Linked DNA regions of Zea mays: region 2 is linked to region 1. A link is a contact called in public Hi-C data. All regions are on one chromosome and are shown on one strand. The core of a region is the stretch at or near the end of the contact, and the rest is flanking DNA. Distances in the headings are between cores, read along the strand shown.

What was found. A called contact is a pair of places that touch in the nucleus more often than the background predicts.
Region 2: a Hi-C map of ear shows a contact between it and region 1, with 1.9 times the contacts expected there. The contact joins the promoter of LOC100193843 here to the promoter of LOC103635404 in region 1. A contact is called at or near these places in 2 of 25 Hi-C or Micro-C datasets (ear and leaf).

What each region holds. Positions count from the first base shown.
Region 1 is chr8:77,165,627-77,168,621 of Zm-B73-REFERENCE-NAM-5.0, forward strand. LOC103635404 (calcium-dependent protein kinase 1) reads right to left here and starts at 1,532. Exons shown (of 8, transcript XM_008657859.3): 1 at 567-1,532; 2 at 73-216. The coding sequence starts at 1,290.
Region 2 is chr8:78,074,549-78,077,543 of Zm-B73-REFERENCE-NAM-5.0, forward strand. LOC100193843 reads right to left here and starts at 1,393. Exons shown (of 6, transcript NM_001346775.1): 1 at 432-1,393. The coding sequence starts at 1,273.

The DNA of each region.
Region 1 (2,995 bases), core at 282-2,781:
AGGGGATAATGGCATTGGCATCAAGATGTGGCTGGCTGGCTGGTTTATGCAACAGGGAGCAGAGAAACGTACCGGCCCAGAAAGGAGGGACGCCGGATAGCAGGATGTAGAGGATAACTCCGGCACTCCATATGTCTGCCTCAGCTCCGTATCGCCGCTTGAGCACCTCTGGGGCGACGTAGTAAGCGCTGCCGACAAGATCCCTGAACTGCTCGCCTGCATTGCAATCGATCATCGATCGTTTTCAGTTTCAGTTGAGTTGGACACAGTACAGATGAGTGGGAGCTGAATCGCTGAGACCAAATCAAACAACAATCATTCCTCCTCTAGACTCTAGTTAAAGCACGAGTCAATCAAACAGCAAAGTTTCCTCCTCTTGGTATCTGCTGGATTCCCACATGAGGATAAGGAAGAGGATGAGCGTCTGTCTATGGAATCGAAGCAGAATCATACATAGCGAGTAGGACTGAAATCGAATGGGCATCCGAGACTGATGGATTTCCAAAACGGTGAATAGTAGTAGTAGTGAAGACTGAAGAGCAAAAGGGAATAGATAGGTTAGGTACCGGGCTTGAAGAAGACGGAGAGTCCGAAATCCGTGGCCTTGAGCGGCGAGTCCTCCCTCTTGTTAAGGAAGAGGAAGTTTTCGGGCTTGAGGTCCCGATGCATGACCCCCATGGAGTGGCAGCTGTGGACGACGGAGACGATCTCCCTGCAGAGGGCGGCGGCGGCACGCTCGGAGTAGTGCCCCCTCGCGATGATGCGGTCGAAGAGCTCCCCACCCTCGCACAGCTCCATGACGAGGTTGACGGAGTGGCGGTCCTCGTAGGCGCCCCGGAGCTCGACGATGCTGCGGTGGCCCGTGAGGTGGTGCATGATCTGCACCTCCCGGCGGACGTCGTCGACGTCGTCGCTGTGCGCGAGCTTCCGCGTCGCGATGGACTTGCACGCGTACCGGCGGCCGGTGGGCTTGTGCGTGGCCAGGTAGGTGACGCCGAACTGGCCCCGGCCCAGCTCCCGGCCGAACGTGTAGGACGCGCGCACGTCCTCCATCGGCCGGCCCAGCACGCGGCCGACGGTGGCCGCGCCCGGGGCGGCGGGGGAGGCGGCGGGGGGAGCCTGGTGTGGCGGCGGAGGACGTGGAGGTGGGGGCTGCTGCTGCTGCTTGGGCTTGTTGGGGCGGTTGTTGGGGTGCTGCTGGCCCTGCTGCTGCTTGGGCGGCGGCCGAGGAGGAGGGTGAGAAGACTGGTCGTGCGGCTGCGCGCGGTGGCGGGAGGCGCGGCCGCCCATGGCGCGCGAGCGAGTGTGATCAGGAGATGGGGAAGAGGCCCGAGGGAGGGGCGGAAGAGGATTGGGGGCAGGAGGAGGGGACTGGGAGGAGCATGAGCAGCTGAGGTGGAGGAGGAAGACGAGGAGGAAGCTGCATTGCTAGTTGCTACTGCCTTTGGTCTGGTCAGGGGGTGGGAAGGGGATTTGCGCGTGGACGAGTGGAGACGCACGGGTCGGCGGGCGACTGGTCTCCGTCCCTCTCCACGGACGCACGAACGCGGTGGGTTTTTTTATTTCTATTTTTTAAAACAAAATTTAAAACTAATTATTTTGGTAGAGTTTTTTAACTAACGTGTTTGATGGCGCCAATCTTTATAGAGTTCATACTGCTCTGCCTCGTCACTTAATCCCTCAAAGCCTTTTTTTTTTTGCTATATTTATCTTATCACCATACTCAAATCACAACATAATAAGCATATATTAAAAAACATTTATTCAATATGATCCTTAATTGAATATTTTCTTTACATGAATGTTAAGATCAATCAAGGTTTAATTTAATTCACATGATTTTATTTATATGAATCCACATCGATATGGTCAAGGCAATTCATAGTTTTTTTATACCCTCTTTATTTTGGCTTGACATTTTTAATATTCATCTCAACATCTATAATCATAAAGTAAGTTCAGTCCAAAACAGTGAATGCATAGGTATGAATAGGGCTATATCCCTTTGTACTTTTATGCCACACCTGAATTTAAGAGATAAAGACGAGTGTGTCTCATATGTACGTCAAAGAAGAACATCACATATAATGACAAAGTATATAGAGATAAATGCCACAAGTATTATTATTACATAGCGGAAGTCTTACAAAAATAAATGATAACAATAAGACGAACTAAATAGTTATTCCTTGTCGCCATCAAGCTGACACGGAGACGCCACCTAGATCAACTCGTACTCCTCCGTATAGGGCGGCTCCTCTTGGTCCACATGCTCTTCACCTATGGAGGGTTTATATATCGCAAGAGTGAGCTCACAAAAGATCATAGCTCAACAAGTTGTGGGGAATAATGTGCATGAACTCACCAAAGGTGGGAGTTCATGTGAACTGTAAGGCTAACCGACAAATAAGGGTTTAAAGCTGAGCATTGCTTTTAATAAGTTAGTCAAGTTTTATTAGCATTTACTAAATGTAAGTAAATACCAAACCAGAGTAATAATAGATCAAACTAATAATAAACCACAATGCGATGCAAATGACAAATTGAATTTAATTTCATAAATTAATCATGTGAGTGTTCGAGCCGCTCATGACCGTGAGCATGGCTGATATACCAGTTTTACACTTGCAGATGTTGCGCATCTTTACCCACAAGTCATGTTACCCATCTGCCAAGGGATCACGACTTCCCATACACCTCTACCAAGAAAGCGAGGTAGGGTAACACTACGAGGCCTTTACAAAGTTCCACTAGCTTCAAAAAACCCTCTACAGTTCTAGGAAGCTCCAATGCAGGGATCCCTCGCCTGACCGTCATCGCAGCAAAATCAACCCAAAGGACCTCCCTACACGGACCACTCCCCTACTGCCCTTGCCCCTTTCGGGTAAGGTAGTCATCCACTAACTTTCCTAATTAATCAGCCAAGGGCGTCCCATACAACCCTTGTGGTAGCACTGTTTTCCCGTGTGGTTCTCCAAGTTCCAATTAACAATAT
Region 2 (2,995 bases), core at 143-2,642, 910 kb after region 1:
ACCGCCAGGACCGCTGTTCATCGAGTACACAATTATCCCCCGTCGTGGTCAAAGCACAATCGATCATGCAGGAAAGCAGTCCCTATCAGCTGCATTGTGTGATGTTAAGTCCACATTAACCCACTGCAACATACTACTAACTATAAAGACGCAAACTTTCTCATGCATGTTCCTCATGTAATCACAGGAACAGAGCTTTTACTTCCAAGACAAGAAAACAAACGGTAATGATCAGCAACGTAATCTGGTAAACATGGCGCAAGGAACTGAATGAAAAGGAGCAGCATATTGGATTTGCACGCAAGCAAGGCGGATACAAGGATGCGAGGTCCTGTGGGCGCAATTCCATTCGATTCAATTTCCGGTGCAGAAGAGCAGGAGAACAGGCTTACAGGCACCGCAGACAAGACAAGCGAAGGAGAAAATCTCACCTGAGGCATAAGCCGGCGAGGCGGCCGTGCGCGCGGCCGCTGGCCGGATCGAGGCGGACGGCCTCCTCACACTCGCGGAACGCTTCTGCTAGGCGCCCGAGCCCGATGAGCGCGGCGGCGCGGTTGCCGCGGCACGCGGCGCTGTCGGGGCACAGCGCCACGGCACGGTCGTAGTGGCGCAGCGCGTCGGCGTGGCGGCCCTTCTTGTACCACTCGTTCCCCGCGCGAGTAATCTCCTGCAGGCCACCGCTGGTGGCCGGCGGCGCTGGCGCAGGGCAGCTCGCCGGGGACCTCGACCTCGAGGAATTGCTGCCGTGGCCGTGGAGCAGCGGGGCCGCGTCACCGCTGGTCCTCGCGGGAGTCGCTCCCCCGCCGCGGCGCATGATGCTGCCGTGGCCGTAGTGGCCGGTACCGGATCCGAGCACGGCCGGGCGAGCGCGCGGCGGCTGCGTGGCTGCTGCCGCCGCCGCCGCCCCGGCGACGCGGCAGATGTTGCCGGTGGGGAGCGCATTGGTGAGCGGCGAGCTGGCGGTGGTGCTGCTGCTGGCACCGGAGAAAATGAGCGGGCCAGATCCGGCGCGACGGTGGCCAGGCGGGTTGGTGCTCTCCTGCGCCAGCTCGCCCGAGTGGTTCCCCCGGCCTCCCCTCCCCGCGGCCGCATTACCGGGCGCCGGCGACTTGGCGGAGCCGGACGAGGAGGACGAGGTGGAGGGCGTCGCTGCCGGGCGCAGGCGCAGCGGCGAGACCGGCGAGCCAAGATCCGCGAAGACGTCGGCTTTCCGGTCCGGCTTGTCCCTGGCGCCGCCGCCGGCGTCGTGCAGCGTGAGGTCGGCCTCTGCCATCACCGGAGGTCGCGTGGGTGGGTGACGGGCTGACGGCAGCCGACGCGAGCGGCGGCGGCGGGGGCAGTCCCCTCGCCGACAACGCGCTGGCAGAGGCAGGCATACAAGGGAGGGAAGTACACTGCTGGTGAAGGAGTGCGTGTACGTATGTATGTGCGTGCGGTGGTGGGGTCTGCTTTGCTGTTCCTGTGCAGCTGTCCTCTCTTCTCTCACCAACTAAACCAACTATAGATGCTAAGGGGGTGTTTGGGAACAAAGTTTTTCTGCAGTTTTGGAAGAATACTGCAGTATTCTTAAATACTGCAGTATTATATACATAATGGTGTTTGGCAAGCTGGGTAAAATCTCTGTTTTCAAAACTGAAGTATTGCAAATACTATAGTTGTTTTAAGGCATTCTAAACTTAGCTCTGGACCTCAGTTTTCAAAACTGCGGTATTATAAACTACGGTATTGTCATAACTAAAGTATAGTATAGTATTTCAAAAACTGTGGTTTTCAAAAACTTTGTTCCCAAACAGGGCCTAAAGTGTAAATATCATCAGTTATTTTAACCATAACAAAAAATAACTTTATAGGATCACCTATATATACATTGGTGGTTATAGATCACTCGTTGGGTCACTCATATATACAAAGATTAAACATCTATCAAAATGGTATATTATACAAATATCAATTATATCTATCTAAATATCATTACAAAAATTCTAGCATCATTTAACTATTCATTCAACAACACCAAAGATAATTGGATAAAGTAGCAACACTAGGATAGTACTACATAGCACATTACATGTTATGTTACATGATCATCAAATAATCGTTAAGCCATTTATGACGCTATAGCCCAAAATGTTGTTAAATAGTAAAAAAGATGGGTGACTGAAACCAAATTTCACGATTTTGGGCTAAATTTATACTGGGTATTTTATACCCACAAATTAACAGGCAATCAGGCATGGTTGAGGGCATAACGTTCTAATACTCGTTTACCCATTGGGTGGAAGATTTTTGCCTAATAAAAGATCCACAGATAGAATATTTAGTCCATATACATACCCTAATGGAATAAAAACCTATTGGGTATCAGGCTGCGGGTATCCATTGCCATCTCTATCTCTAACCCTGCTAGTGTAGTAGTGTGGTAGTAGTCGAAACAGGAAAAAGTGAGAGGGAAGGGACTGGGGAGTGGTAAAAGGATAAGGTCATAAGGGCCTCTTTGACACGGCACGTAACAAACGGTAAAAAAAACAGTTTTTCGTCGAGAGCCTTTTAAAGAGCTGGAGTTGTTTTTTTGTTGACAGCTAGAGCATTGAAAATGTGGTCTCTATCGGTCCCTTCTACATTTTCCTCATACATTATTCTAAAGAAACACAGGAGAAGTTGTTTTGCGAAACAAATTGCAAAACGGCTTCGACTCCTTCAGAGAAGCCAAATAGTCATAGGAGATAGAGCCGAAACTATTTTCAGAGAAGTCGGAGTCTCGCCAAAGGAGGCCTAACACCGAGTCCAGTAGCTACCACCTGTGAATGTGGAAAGCAGGCCATATCCGTATTGGAAGTCAACACGGATATGTGATGCTAGTTCCACCCGTGTTGGACTGTTCGTAAACCTCCGTTACACGAGGAGGAGAGAGAATGCCTAGGTTTGTGAGTTGTATACCGCAATCACGTTTTTTCGCATTCTCTGCCGCTACTTGTTGGAGTGTTCTACAGTATAC